Regions from separate parts of the Oryzias latipes genome. Here region 1 is linked to region 2. A link is a contact called in public Hi-C data. All regions are on one chromosome and are shown on one strand. Each heading gives the region's core, a stretch centred on a gene start, on an enhancer-like site or on the middle of the called end of the contact. The rest is flanking DNA. Distances are from core to core; before and after follow the strand shown.

Region 1 (2,702 bases), core at 104-2,603, 160 kb before region 2:
TTTGAGGGTTACCACCCATCCATCCATCTAACATATAAACATTAAATAAATAAATAAATAAAAGCTGAAATTTGCTTAAAACATGCAGTAGTGTGTTATGATGTACACTTAAGAACAGACATCTTAACAAATCTTTTCCAAAAAGTTGAGGCATACTTCAAACTGACATACTTATAATAGAAAACAATGATAAAATTCTGAAACAACTTTTTTTTTCATTGGAAAAAGACTGTCTTTGTGGATATGACCAAAAGCAGCACACCCTGTGGATCATTTGTTTCTTTAGCCCCTCCCCCTAAAAATAAATTAAAAAGGAAAAAAAAAAAACTTTTTAGGCTTAAAAAGATGAGACACTTTAAGAAAAACACAAACTTACCAGTGGGCAGTGCAAATTTTCCAATTGTGTGAAACCAAAAATCCGTTTTTTAGAGTAAGCTAGCTAATCATTCATCAGAACACTGCAGGCGACTCGACTCAAGTGGCATTATGTGATGCTGAAATGGCAATGCCCTCAACCTGCCTTAAAACAAATTCAATACGTCCTTTGAATGGGATTGTTTTTTAAAGGAAAAGAAAAAGAAGTGAATAGACGAGGATAATGTTCCAGGATAAGTTCTGAGGAAGTTCTCAAAACTTCGAGATATTCTCTCTTTTGCCGCAGCGAGTTGCTTGTTAGAAATGCTTGAACAGGGTGACCTGACCGGAAAAAAAGAGCACGACTTCCTGTTTGACTGCTTTCAAAATAAAACTACCTCAAACAAATTCTCGTCAGACCACAATTAAATGCTTCAATCACAATGCAACTTTAGTGAACAAATATGCAATGGTGGTTGCATTTTTAAAACATTTTACGCACCTCGAGATACATAGTATGGGAAGCTTCATTTTGAAAAGGAAAAAGCATTTCTGGTATTGACTTTTATTTTTAATTGTGCTATTCAAATGCTTCTATAGCATATGACATACATATATACAATTTCCCACAAGGGACGATAAAGTAAATCATAATATCTAAATACGTTAATGGAATCTAAAAATAAGTATTTTGATTGGGGAAAATACCTTAAGTGCAAGATAGTTTATTTATCTACAATAATAAGTTATTATTATTATTTAATAATAATAATAATAATAATAATAATAATAATAATAATTATTATTATTATTATTATTATTATTATTATTATTATTATTATTATTATTAAACCAATAATATTATTGGTTTATTATTATTATTATTATTATTATTATTATTATTATTATTATTATTATTATTATTATTATTATTATTATTATTATTTGTCTATTGTCATTTATATATTATTTGTTTTTTATCATTATTAGTGTTTGTTTTGTATTAAATCCTTTTTTGGTTTGTTTTTTAGGAGTGAGTGGGTCCGTCAAATCAATTCAATAGAGATGGTTTGGCTGACCCCTGCTGGTACAAATACAAACAGGTACAGTACTGAACGCAGTAGAAGAAGCAGCTGGGGTGGAGCAGGAAGTTGGGTGGAGTGAGGAGGACAGCATAGCAGAGAATGGCTCTTGGTCAGGACATTTCTTTTCAACCTCTCACTTTTATTCAGTGAATAGAGGGAATTAATTTGCACGGGTAAAAGGGAAAGAGGTAAAGTAACTATAGCCATCACACAGGGGGACTTAGTTCATTCAATTGTTATTCACACAATAGAAGAATTTGTGTTTTTCAAACCTTTATCCCCTTTTTTTCTGCGAACAAATCGCTCTTCTCAGAACGGAGTTTGTGTTCCACGCCGTATCCCAGCAACCGTGGGATGTACCATTTTGAGGTTATTTCCTAAAAGGTTTCTACGCGTTCTTTTGACTAGACTTTGTTATGTGTCGGATAAATGTAAAACTTTATATTTAAATATATGTTTAAAATATAATTTAATATTTTTTTACGATCAAAATGACCAAATATAGCTTTCAGTAGATGTGAGGAAATGAAATGTCCCCTCTTCCAGCAGACACCAACTGATCCCTCCATCTTCCGTTAACACACTGCTGGTTGAAAAAGTTTACTACCAACATTTGTTGTCTGGACGGCGAAGACGCAAAAAATCAGGTTGTGATTATATTAATATAATAATTTATATTAATTTTTCAGTGGTTTGGGTTACAGAAGCTTACTTAGCAATGTTTCAAATTTTGATAATTTGTAAAAAAAAATTTCCCCACAGGAGATGGAGAACTTTGTCCTATATGAAGAGCTTGGAAAAGGCCGTAACTCTTTTGTCTATAAAGGAAGAAGGAAGGGGCATCTCAACTTTGTAGCCATCGTCTGCACACACAAAAACAAAAAATTGGAAATTTCTAACCATGTAGGCTAACAACTTTGGTAATCCAGTATCATATTACCACATTAAATTCATTTACAATAAACAACATTGATTATTTAGCCCACAGAAGCTTTATTCTACCATAATTTCTGCATTTTCTTACATGTGTTTTTAGTTGGATTATGGGCACACGGTTAAAGTGCTTCCCATTTTGTCTCTTCTCCCATCTAAGGTCAGACTCAGCTATCATCTGGATCATCCAAATATAGTACGCTACTATGAGTGGTATGAAACATGCAGTCATCTATGGTTGGTTGTGGAACTCTGTACAGGTGAAGAAACATGTCTGCTGTTTCATTTAAACAGCCATCAGTTCTCTTTTTAGTTATCAAACTATAGAAA
Region 2 (2,700 bases), core at 78-2,577:
TGTGCACCAGCTCTTGTCATTGACACTCTGTCTCTGGCACATTTCATCAGTTTTTGGTGTGTTCAGCTCATAAGATGTTTTCAATACATTTTTTATACCGGTAAAGGGCAGAAAAACATGGAGGAAATAACACCCTCTCACAGAATCAGCTCACACAAATAGGATTACTGACTCAACAAACTTAGTACACTTGGTTGATTTGGACTTAATGAGTAGCTTGTTTGTTTGTCCTTACTCTGTACTCCTAACAACTCTTGATAGAAACAACAGATAATACACTGTTGAAATAGTAGTGTGAGTATAAGAGACGGTATGATGACTGATCAAGTTTAAATGATTGGTGTTGAACATTATTTCTTTTCACTGTAATCAAGCTTTGGAATTCTGATTAGATCTTGATATTAAGGCCTGATAGAAAGACATGTTGATGAGCTGGATACTTTTGGGACAAAGGTCTGCGACAATGCGAGCATGTAAAATAAGAGTATGCTTTTGTCTTTGTGTGATCAACATTAACATTAATCAAAGCCATCAAAGGGGATTGCTCAGGGTAACCCCAGAAACACCCGGAAGTGGTGAGAAGCTTCTCTCCATGAGAAACAAAAGGAGAGCATTACAGTGATGCACTAAAAAGGAAAAAGAAAAAACAAGAACAATGTGTTAATGAGGAATGTTTCATTAAAGAAATGTGCCACATCTTGTCCTTTAGATGTGCAGTAATAACATGAACTTGTGTTTGTGTGATTTGTAAGATGTGAAGCTTGTTACAAGACACTATCAAAAATGTGTTCTGTGGTCCACTCTGTTTGTGGTATGTCCCATTTAATTTTCATTTGAAGGAAAATTTGGTTTGGGTTCTTATGGGTTATGTCCAAAACACTGTAAAGAGAGATCTGACTAAGGGAAAACAAGTAGAGAGGACTGATTGTGTAAAAGCACAGTTGATGTGTTTGGAAAAAGCAATACTCCAGCAGCAGTACTCTGTACCAATAATGAGATAAGAAGCAGAAGTATGGTCGTCCAATGAGGCATCAAAGCATATAAAGAAGAATGCCTACATTCAGGCCTTTATCTTTGCATTAAGTCACTTTTTTATGTCACAGAGCTTTAAGTTGACACTGCAATATCTTGAAATCTATTCTGACTTCAACAAGGTCCCAGAGGAGGTCAGGTTAATGTGTCACCAGCCTTGTCTCTTGCACTCCCTTGTGAAATCTTTGCTAGAATATGGATTTTCTGGAGCCGTTACCTGGGAGGGGGAGGGTTAATAGTCAAGTAGCTTCTCTTAAAGAAAGAGCCACTCCTATAAAAAGCAGGGATGGAGACTTAAAACAGAAATCTACAGCACTGTCCCCCCAACTCCACACGTCTATTGTCTGCAGTCTGCCATCACCTACGTCTTCAGTCATGGGAGTTGCCTACAGCGTTGGAGAGTAAGTAAAAGAAATGATGTTTTGGAGAAATTTAAATGTACCCTTTTGTGAAATTATTTTGTTTAGCTGAAAGTTAAAGAGATTATCAGAAGAAGGATTTTAAAAAAAATAGAGGAATGACAGAAAAAAGAGATAAACAGTGCAATGCTTTTAGTATTAATAAAGCAATACGGTACTTTAACGAATGGAACATACAGAAAATGGTTAAAACAAAAGTCTTCTAAATTTTAATTTTGTTTATTTTCATTTGAAAAACCCAAAGAAATTCCAATTATTCTGTATTAGAGATGTCTCAAGTCCTACAACAAATTTTACTCTCAAGAGAAATTAAAGAAAATCTAAAACAGTCTTATTTTCATCTATTTTTTTGTCTCCATATGTAAGTATCCTGGGTTAGCACAATAAAATGTTGGCCTCCTACAAACATTTTATATATTTAAATGCTGTTTCCAACTGATTTTACTCTCAAATATTTCCTGTCTTGACTGAAAGAAAGAATTTGTGACATTTAAGAGACAAAAAAAAAAAAAAGTAAATCAAAGCAAAATGTGTTGGAAATTCCCATTTCACTCTGCAGTCAAGTAAACACATGTGGTTATCTTTTACATTGTTTTCTAATCCCCTGCAGAGTCGATCACCTCTACCCCTTCTTCATGAAAAAGCACTGCCGGGCTCAGCACTTCAGGAAAAAATATAAAAATCGCTTCTTTGCCGACAAGAATGTGATCAATGGCCTATTCAGCCAGCTGAACAACAACCTCAAAGCTGCAAACAACTGGGAGGTGAGTTTTAAGGACCAACATTCACATCTTTGTGAGGAATGTCCTACTGCCCATATAAGGACATCCTCTTTCCTCCTTGAATCTTTGTAAGTATGCCCCTAAGGCGGGTGCAACCACAGCACATCTTCCCGCTCAAGTTTCCACTATGTGAAAGTGAAAAAAAAAACTCATGAGGGTTTATAACCCCTGCTGCCTGGATGGGGCAGGCATGGAGGACTTTTTCTACTGGTTTACTGTAGAGATAGAAGGAGCTATGAAGATAATGCTGGAGAATGTGATGGTCCTGTTTCGTGCTAGTGACTGTGTGGAGCCATATGTTAAGGTGAGATTATGAAACTTGCAGACTTTATGTGCTTTGTGTGGGAAACTTGCTGTTTGTGAATCATTCAACATCTGGAGCCTCTTTGAGCTGTGAGGCAGCCTTGATTTTAATTCTTTATCTATGCATCGTCTCTAAATAACATGCCACAAATGAAAGAAAATAA

What was found. A called contact is a pair of places that touch in the nucleus more often than the background predicts.
Region 1: a Hi-C map of embryo shows a contact between it and region 2, with 2.3 times the contacts expected there. The contact joins the promoter of ulk4 here to the promoter of LOC101166493 in region 2. A contact is called at or near these places in 4 of 5 Hi-C or Micro-C datasets (embryo, fibroblasts and gastrula embryo).

Annotation. Positions count from the first base shown.
Region 1 is chr16:14,380,766-14,383,467 of ASM223467v1, reverse strand. ulk4 (serine/threonine-protein kinase ULK4) reads left to right here and starts at 1,353. Exons shown (of 40, transcript XM_023964630.1): 1 at 1,353-1,627; 2 at 1,753-1,808; 3 at 1,989-2,086; 4 at 2,202-2,342; 5 at 2,533-2,632. The coding sequence starts at 2,205.
Region 2 is chr16:14,218,704-14,221,403 of ASM223467v1, reverse strand. LOC101166493 (TLD domain-containing protein 2-like) reads left to right here and starts at 1,327. Exons shown (of 7, transcript XM_011485063.3): 1 at 1,327-1,433; 2 at 2,062-2,215. The coding sequence starts at 1,408.